Linked DNA regions of Arabidopsis thaliana: region 1 is linked to region 2. A link is a contact called in public HiChIP or PLAC-seq data. All regions are on one chromosome and are shown on one strand. Each heading gives the region's core, a stretch centred on a gene start, on an enhancer-like site or on the middle of the called end of the contact. The rest is flanking DNA. Distances are from core to core; before and after follow the strand shown.

What was found. HiChIP or PLAC-seq counts read pairs in DNA pulled down with a chosen protein or histone mark.
Region 1: a contact with region 2 is called in an H3K9ac HiChIP or PLAC-seq map of seedling, with 4 times the contacts expected there. The contact joins the promoter of AT2G12461 here to the promoter of AT2G12400 in region 2. A contact is called at or near these places in 15 of 26 Hi-C or Micro-C datasets (callus, cotyledon, leaf and 3 more), 2 of 2 datasets of contacts at active chromatin or transcription factors (seedling and shoot) and 1 of 3 other capture datasets (seedling).

The regions. Positions count from the first base shown.
Region 1 is chr2:5,047,020-5,052,283 of TAIR10.1, reverse strand. It overlaps AT2G12461, which reads left to right and starts at 2,197. Exons shown (of 1, transcript NM_001124832.1): 1 at 2,197-2,331. The coding sequence starts at 2,197. The coding sequence ends at 2,331. It overlaps AT2G12462 (sterile alpha motif (SAM) domain protein), which reads left to right and starts at 671. Exons shown (of 2, transcript NM_001036271.2): 1 at 671-1,077; 2 at 1,331-1,850. The coding sequence starts at 699. The coding sequence ends at 1,701. It also overlaps the pseudogene AT2G12460.
Region 2 is chr2:5,006,125-5,010,831 of TAIR10.1, reverse strand. AT2G12400 (plasma membrane fusion protein) reads left to right here and starts at 2,390. Exons shown (of 9, transcript NM_126891.4): 1 at 2,390-2,788; 2 at 2,871-3,064; 3 at 3,872-4,053; 4 at 4,131-4,415; 5 at 4,497-4,555; 6 at 4,628-4,664. The coding sequence starts at 2,692. AT2G05695 (a long non-coding RNA gene) reads left to right here and starts at 960. Exons shown (of 1, transcript NR_140098.1): 1 at 960-1,299. It overlaps AT2G12405, which reads left to right. Exons shown (of 2, transcript NM_147300.1): 2 at 1-40. The coding sequence ends at 40.

The DNA of each region.
Region 1 (5,264 bases), core at 948-3,447, 42 kb before region 2:
GATCAGCCGATAGAGTTTATAAAAAAAAATAATGCTAAAATTATTCAATAACAACATGGAGAAAATCTTTAATATGAACTAAATTCGGCACCATGCTCAATACCAAAAGAAAACCAATACAATGTTGTATGTAATTAGGCTTCTTACTCTTTTGCATTATTGTTTTGGTGTAAGGTCCGTTTTTTTGCACTCTGTTTAAAGGAAGAAATTACTACTATAATTTTAAACTGTGATGTCAATTCATCCCATATTACATGTTCGTTTTCCGAGAACTTAAGAAAATGGAGTGGTTGAAAAAGAAATCTCTCTAAGTCACAACCACTACATTATTGCTTTAGAAATATAGAAAGCCTAAAGCCGTATTTTTCGTTACTCCTTTATTTGTCCCTTATGTGTGTCCCTCATATACAAAATAAAAATAACCTCATAATTCTTCTTTTCCAGAAACTAATCAAAACTACAGATACTTTTGGACGATTTGTAATTTTTTTTTTTTCTTAGAGGGGACCAAAACAAATCTAAAATGTTATCAATTTAAGTGTTATTTAAAGGTTAGAAAAATGTTCATGTATGTATATGTATGCACCCGTAAATTCATTTAGTCCAAAAGATAACCCATAAATTGCGCAAACACACATATATATACAAATGTCCTCCAAACTCACAGAACATCAGATACACACACACACACACACACGATGGATTGGTTCTCATGGCTGTCTAAAACCGACCTTGATCCGACCCTAAGCTACGAGTACGGACTCATATTCGCCCAAAAGAAGCTCCAGGGTGAAGACATCGCCCTTTTCAACCACAACTTTCTCCGGCGACTTGGTGTTACTGTGACCAAACACCGCGTAGAGATTCTCAAACTCTCAAAGAGAGAAACACAAGCACTCAGCTCCTATAACCATCGTCCTGTCTCGGCCAAACTCATATCTGTCGTCATCAAGGCAACCAAAAGTGTCGGCAATCGCTTAAACAAGTGGCTTTCTCTCGGAGGAACCGCCGTAGTTGAACCGCTCAAGGAGAAGCAGTCGCCGCCGCCTGCCTACCGTACCGGAGCCTTTTTGACTGGTAGGTCAAGATAATAATGCACCTAATCACTACTTATTGCAACCCGATTTTCTTTATAGATATTTAATTACAACAAAACTAATATGTTCTTGTACAATAACAAAATTGCATTTATGAATGACGTAAGAAGTCTAAGTTTTGTAAATCCATAAGTACTTTTTTTTTTAAAGTAATGTTTGGATAATTAGGGTTTGTAGTTGAAGTGGTGTTAGTTAAAACGTTTTTGTTGACAAAATTAGTTAACAACTTTCAGGTAATAACAATAAAGTCAATGCTGAAAAAGCTGTGGTACAAGTGGAGAGATTACCTGTGATAAAGAGGAAAAGGATTGTGAAATCTGGACCGTTGGATCGAAACCATGGAATACAAGAGAAAATGACGTTAGTAAGCAACCGAAGCATGAACCTATCTGGACCGTTGGATAGAAGTGTCCAAGAAAGACTCATTTTAGCTTATAGAAGCCCTATTGTGTCGGGACAGTTAGATGGAAACTTAAACGAACGATTGAGATTATCAGGGCCGTTGAAAGGAAGACCACCAAGCCCAAGTGTGTATGTGGAGTACAATAAAAGGGATGATGACACACGATGGGATGCTATGTTTCATAACTTGAAGCCTACGTAGATCTTGAGTATAAATTGTTTTCGTTTCGTTTTGCGAAAATGGATGTAGCTACTTATATATGTGTGGGTAATCAAAAATAAAAACACTATTACCTTCTCTAATTTTTTTTTTTAAATGGTACTCTTATCTTTAAATTTATTTTGTTTGTCATGGGAGAATATTCATTTACACCCACACCACATCTCCACTCAAAGAACTTGAACGAAGCCACCGTCCAATACTGTAGATTCTCGCCAGAACAAGATATCTGGTGAGTCTGGACGACGCGAGCCGAACAAGATGGTGATCCAAGATCTGTTGTCATCTCGCCACCGTAGAGTCGTTTTAAGAAGGAGGAAGAGATCCGATCTTGCCTTTGACGAGGAGATTAATGCTCGGCCGTGAGAGAGAGAAACAGTAGGGAGTAGAAAAAAAGACCTTCGACGTTGACATAGCTTCACCAGATCTGAATATACCTCCCCCATCGACAGAGATCCCGTGAAACCTTCAGAATTTATGGTCCTAATTCTAACTGTTTGCCTCTCTCAGATCTCACTTAGATTTCCGTCTTCCACTCCGCATCGCTACATCGATGGTGGAGCTCTTAGCGTCGGAGTCGGGCAGACACTTCTCCATCCACAACTCCCTTGATTATGGTCAGATTGCTTTGCCGGAGAGATGTTACAAGTTACAGATGAAGAACCATGAGCCTTTGGGCCCTCATCATCGCTGGAATCGATGGAGAATCCGACCACCGGTGTAGGAAATTGTGATCAGAAGAAGAACAAAGTTGAGAGAAAAATCACCGCGAGTGAGATCCACGTACACGACTTCTCTCAATACAATTTTACTTTCCTACACCCTCACCCACATCACATTTCAAACAGGGTACGAAAAAAAAACACTAAAAAGAAATATAAATAAATCTTATTATATAAAGTAGGGTTTTCAAAGTTAATAACTCATAAGATTGTGTCACATGACAAGTCTATCAATCAGATAATGACATCTATCAGAAATTTTTTAAACTTTGTTATTTTCCCTTGAAGAAATAAAAAAAAAAAAGAAAAAGCAAATTTACATATACTAATTTATGTCTATATCTAATTTTTGTTTTAACCAAAAAGAAAATTCACAAATTTGTTTTTATATGTGTTATTGGTCAATTAAATTTAGCATGTATTAATTTTTTTTAAAATCATTTAGTATGAATAATAGCTATTTAAAAGGCCATAGAAGTTTAAAATAAAAAATATTTTTTTTAATATTAATTTAGTTGGATAAAATTGTATCTTTCATTGTAATATAGTGTTTTGATTCGTTAAGCTAAAACACACAAAAAAAAAACTTAATGAGCTTATAAGAAATAATTTTTTGGATACTTATGTTCTATTCTATCAAATTTAATGCATCATATGATGGAAGGGATCACATACTTTGATGTGATAATGCAAACTTATACTAATGTTTTATTCCTTGAATTTAAATCATGTAGTAATAAGTGAAAACATAAATTATTTGGGAAAATTGTTTATATGATTAACTTTTCAAAAACTTAATGAGAAGTTAGTATACGAGATTACACAATATATAAAGTATAGATTTTGAACATGTTTTTCCACATATTTTAATTTGTGAATTTTTCTGTTTATCTTTATCAATTATATTTTCTTAGTTGTTAATTATTTTTAGTAATAACTAAGATATAGATTTGATCAGATATAATTATGATATGAAATTGTTATCACTTAAGATAAAGTGTGTAGAGTTAATATCGAGTTTACTATGATTAAATAAATAGTTAAGCTGTATTGTACAATTAAATGTGTAAGATGAAAATTTGTATTAATTACTAAATAAAATATAGAAACAGTGTGTGAGTTATTATTTAGAATTGAAATATCATCAATAATATTAAGTATATAGAATTAAAGTATATAATAAAAATTATTATAAAATAGAATGCATAATATTATAAAGTTAAATATCAAAATTCAAATACTAACAATAAAATTTATATCTTACACACGTCTTTTTAGGTGAGCCTTATCTAGTCTTTATATAACTCATGATATATATTAATTAAGTCATAGCAAATACTAATAGCAAGAACATTGAGCGGGATGAACTAGGAATGTTTATTGTCTGGTGATATTCTATTAATTCGAAACATACACCGTCCTACTAAAGATCTTGTGGGTTCTGAAATCCACACTAGAGATTTGTAATTGAGACTATGAGAAAGGAGGGCTAGATCTTCACAAGAACTTTAAGATTTATATTGCTAAGAACGAATGGACTTTTGTATTGATTAGAACAGAGCTTTTACAATGTGAAAGGAGATTACAAATGTAAAAGTATAAGTGTGAATGAAAAGCTGAGTGAATGTGTCTTCCAAGTCGTCCTTGCTTCCTTATATAGGTTTACGCACGTGGTAGCTCCGTCTGGGATCTACGGAGATTCTCCTGGATATTCGGCAGGTCAGTTCCGAGATATCAGGTCCGCTCCTCGAATATCTCCCTGTTAGTTCCTAGGTTGTTACTCGCTTATCTCCCTTCATCAGGTGATCAGGCTTATCAGGCCCAAATACCCTTTCGCGTATGTGGGCTCATCAGTTGCGCAGGTCCTCTACTTGGTGGGCTTGGTGGGTTTAGTGGGCTGGCTTGGTATCTTCGCAGGTGGATTCTTGGAGGGAAATCCAACTCCAACATTTACCCCCAAGCCCATTGAATGAGTAGGCGAACTGGATGCGCGGACATCTTAGTCTGGTAAGATTGCGAAAATATTTTAGATGAGGTGATAGATATGATAAGATCAGTCGGTTTTGAGGATAAACTAAATAAAAACGATTTAATTTCAGGTTCCTGAACCGAAAGATATTGAGTAGATACGCAAGATAAGTCGCTGTTGACATGGACGGCTGAGATGGAGCGTCTCTTCAGGGCACCACATCTGACGGCCCAGATCAGACGCTGGGAAGAGATCTCTGCAATCTCGAAAACCGTGGTGATGATGGCTTCTTTATGTCGGCCGCAGTGACCGCAACTCAAAACAGTCTAAATGTTTCCAGCAAATTTGCCTCGGCCTCTCATCCTTCACTCCCTGAGATTAATATCGGGACCTCTGCTGCAGCGGATCGGGCAGATAACAATCAGGTCGCTCAGGTCTCTGAGCCATCTGGAGCTGTTCGTGCTGATGGTGCACTGACTTCTCCGAAGAGAGCTCGGATCCTACCGGAGGTGCGCCCGGCAGCTGAGCTGTTCGTGCTGATGGTGCACCTGCGGCAGCTAACCCGGAGGCAGCTGTGTCCGCAGACAGGCGGTCATCTGGTAGGTCCCAAGGCAGAGGCCGAGGATCAAGAGGTTGGGGCAGGTCTTCCTTTCAAGGTTTGAACCGGTCTCAAGAAGTGAGGTAGAAGTCCAATTCTGGTGGAGGGTCAGCGGGAAGCAGGCCCTTCCATTGGTCTTACACTCACGACCGTGATCATCCGATCGTCGAAGACGAGGCTGGGTTGGCGAATCTGCTTCGCCACATCAAAGGGAGGAACTGCTAGGTTCCCGATGTGAAGAACATGGCCAAGGCGG
Region 2 (4,707 bases), core at 1,141-3,640:
TTCTGGAGAAGCTGAAGTGTCCTTTTGCTATGAGGTTTGAGGACTGATTCACATAGGATATGCTGGTGGTTCTCGTTTGTGTTTTTTGTTTTATCATTTTTTCATAGTTTTTGATTTTTTTGTTTTAATTTCTTTTCGTTTTTCATGTATATTTTGCAACAAATCTAAATTTAGTATAAATCTACATATACATTTTTGCAGCCATTTTGTGAACTAAATCGTGTAGTTGGAATTTATTTACAATTGCTGCCACTAAATTTTAATGTTTGTTTTTGATAATTAGAGAAAAAATATTCGAATTAAATATTTGACATTTAACAATCTTCCCAAAATCTCTCCCAATTAACTACACGATTAGTTACTAAAATAAAACTTCCAAAATATTTAATATCATTTAATTACTATAAAATTTTTTCTTTTGATATTGCTTTTCTGCATGACTATAACAATTCGATTATAATCGTCAAACCGCAAAGATATTTGATAGCATTTAATTACTACAAAATTACAAAATATTTAGACAATGATTCATAAACATATCATAAATAAGATCAATATTAATAAAATATATTTGTTTTTTTTACGAGACGGGTTGACGGGACAGATTTGACAGGACGTTACTTAATAACAATTGTAAACTATAAAATAAAAATATTTTATAGATAGATACACTTTGCAAACTTTTATATATGCTACCTTTATAAAATAAATTGTTCCTGCGGTGTACCGCGGGTTAAAATCTAGTACTTAATAAATTAAACAAGAAAAGAAAAATATCTAGTCATTATGTGTGAATCTTACGCCACGAATAATTAATAATTAGTTTTTTTTTTTTTTCGTCAGTTTCATTAAACCCATAAAAGGGATACATGGTGAAAAGGATCCCAAGTACAGAAAGCCCAATTAACCCAATATAGCTATTACAATCAAAATAGACGAACACGTATGGGTAAAAGGGACATGTGTATGTGACACGTGTGTAACATCTGCTGAAGGTGGAAGAAGACGCAACCGACTCATTCCTAGCGTTTCCACCGGGCTGAAACTCCGATCAAATCCACCGAACTCTGCTAATCAAATCATCGTTTGCCATCCAAGGATTTTACCAGAATTCAGTTAAAACTCCAATCACCAATTCTCTGCCTTTGCTAAATTCTCTGAGTGAAAAGAAACAGGAATCCGAGTCATCAGATCTATGAACTGCTGGAACATACGACATGGCGAGAGGTCAGATCAGTCGCAAAACACGCTCTTCTGAACTGTTCTACGCCGGCCATCAAGTCCCACTCATCACAATTCACAATCTTAAAGAGAAACCTTCATCATTAGCCGATTACGGTCCATTAGGGGTATGAAGGATTTATTCTCCCCTTGACCAGAATTGAGAAACTGATGATTCTTGAGATTCTGAATTAAGCACTCAGCTTCTAATTCTTCTTCTCCAAAAGAAATCTAAGATCTGCAAAAGGAGAGAAAAACAAAACAAAAAACTAGCCATAGTGGCTAAGATAGACTCGCACTTGGGCGAGAATAGACAAAACCGGATTTCACCGGAAACAAAATCCGACAAAACATCGTCGGAAATAAAGGAAAACACTTTTCTCTCTCTGAAAGATTGTTGTGAGAGAAGAGAGAGAAAATAATTGATTTGATTCTAATGATTTTTTTTTGTGAAGATTAATTAATAATTAGTTATATGTTTATTTTTAGAAAAGCAGATTATCTCCAACAAATATGAAAATTGATTGGGTATAATATGCAGATGTGCATATTTATCTAACTCAGCACTAGTATTTTTGTTTTTATTTATGTGTTTTCAATTTTCATTAAGAAATAAACTTAAAAATCCGGTTAAATTATTATATATTTTTAGTCAGTTCTCTATTCTGAAGATTTTTATTTTATTTTATTGTATTATATTTTTTGTTTGATAAATAAAAACTCATAAACATTTTTGAAATTAATAATTCAGTAACAAATCTGTTTTTTTTTGGCCACATAGTAACAAATCTAAATAATCTTCGACCTTACATCACAAATTCACAACGGTAGTTGAAGACAGTTTAATAGTAAATACGAAAGTTTGTACCAAAGAATCTATTACAATTACTTGGAACTTGGAAGATTTAGTTTCAAGATTTTTAAGTTTTAATTATTAAACTAAGGGACAGTTGTACCCAAAAGATAAAATATCTCTGTCACCTCCAACAACAAGTCTTTATTCTCAAAGATTTGTTTTGTGACGCGTCGGCACAAGTTATGCCGCATAACTATCATAAATTATTTTATTAACAAAAATTTATGTTATGTTCGTAATTTAATTATACAAGAGAATATAATCACAACTAAAATATTCTACTTCTGATTTTCTTATTAATAAATATATTTACTCGGAACATCTTTTTGTAAGAAATTGGTTAACTTTACAAATGCGCACATTAAACCTATTTTCGAAATGTTGAAAGAAAAAATAAATTAACTTAATTTGCATTTGGAAATTAAATCAATTATGGAAAAACCGATGATTCGACGAATCAAACAGAACCGCGTCAAGCAATGCCTCTCAAATCAATCGTGTTCTTAACGTGAGAGAGAGCCCCATTGTTTCTCAAACACGATCGAGAATAAACATTACAACAACAACAACAGAAAAAAAAAACAGAGAGTTAAAAAAAAAAAGAACCAGACATAATGTTGTGTTTCAGATCTCAAAGAGTGTTTATACTTGTGTCTCTGTGTTTACTCTCTTCGTTTCTTGTGGTCGTCACTGGAACAACATCGATTACTGGTAAGACTTAGATTTTTCAAAAGTTGTTTCTCCATTTTTTTAATAGTTATAAGATTTTTCAATTTGTGTTTGATTGATTCAGGGGTTGGTAACGAAGAAGAAAGAGGTGTAGAAGAAGAATGGAGAACAAGTGTAATAGAAAGAGTAATTGCAGAGGAAAGTGGAGAGAACTCATCTCTGATTTTAGCTGCAAAGAGAACAAGAAGAAAAGATCCTGCTGATAATTTCAAACTCTACACTGGTGGATGGAATATAAGCAATTCCCATTATTTGACTGTGAGTCTTTTATTTCTGTGGTCCAAAAATGTTTTTTTTTTGTTGTTGTGTGAAATCTCTCTCCTTACCAGGTGGGTATTGCTTCATTTGACTTGGGTTCTTCTTAGATTCCTAAATTTTGATTAAAGTTATAATCTTTACCATCAAAAGTCTAGTGGAGTTTTGACTGTTTTAACTTTTAAGGTGTAGTTATGATGCTCATGATGAATTAATCAATAGCATAGGATTCACAACTAGTTGGTGCTTGGTTTACTTGACTTGGGTTCTTCTTATATTCCTAAATATTGATTAAAGTTATAATCTTTACCATCAAAAGTATGGCTAAATGGAGTTTGACTGTTTTAACTTTTAAGGTGTAGTTATGCTCATGATGAATTAATCAGTGGATTAGGATTCATAACTAGTTGGTGCTTGGTTTACTTGACTTGGGTTCTTCTTATATTCCTATATTTTGATTAAAGTTTTCATCTTTACCATTAAAACTATGGCTAACTGTAGTTAAATTTTAATTAAAGTTTTGATTCTATGACTAAGTGTAGTTAGGGTGTTTGGTTTATTTGACTTTGATTCTTATATTCCTGAATTTTGAACTTTAAAAGTTTTGATCTTTATCATTTTGTAATATTCACTCTGGATTAATCAATGGAAATTTGGATTAGCTCTATGACTAGCCTTGTTACTTGAATCAGTTTTATTATGCTTATATAGATGAAAGATGTTTGATACCAATTGATATTTTTGATGAGTCTTTTGTATGGTATTGGTGACATACTAATCAATCTCTATCATTCTTTGCTTGTGGTGCAGTCTGTTGGTTATACAGCGGCGCCTTTCATTATAATAGCACTAGTCTGGTTTGTGTTCTTTGGGCTATCATTGTCTCTGATTTGCCTTTGTTATTGCTGCTGTGCCCGTCAATCTTATGGTTATTCCCGGGTTGCTTATGCTCTATCCCTTATCCTCCTCATCTCGTTCACAATCGCAGCAATGTAATTCTCACGAGCTATTCTATTCGTCATCGTTGTTTCTTGCTGGATATTTATGTATCTTGTGTTTGATATTCCAGTATAGGATGTGTTTTTCTTTACACTGGTCAAGGGAAATTTCATGCTAGCACAACCGATACTTTGGACTATGTCGTGAGTCAAGCGAATCTCACGTCAGAAAACCTCAGGAATGTGTCAGATTATCTTAATGCAGCTAAGAAGGTTGATGTGCAATCCAGCATTTTGCCACAAGATGTTCTCTCGAGTATCGACAACATACAGGGAAAGATAAACTCGTCCGCCACAACTCTTTCTGTGAAAACAATGGAGAACCAAGACAAGATACAAAATGTCTTGGACATCATGTAAATATTCTGTACCATATCTTTATCTTTCATCTGTTTTTCACCTTTTTGCTTATGATTTTTTGTCTCTAATTGTTGTAGGAGACTTGCTCTCGTCATCATCGCTGCTGTGATGCTTTTCCTTGCGTTTATCGGATTTCGTAAGTCTTCATGTTATATGCATTAGCAAATTCTTTAACTTGCAGAACTTAACTTGCATTATTCTCATACAGTTCTCTCTATTTTTGGACTGCAATGCCTTGTATATACGTAAGTGAAGTCTCATTTTCTTATGTTCTGTTTTACATTGGTT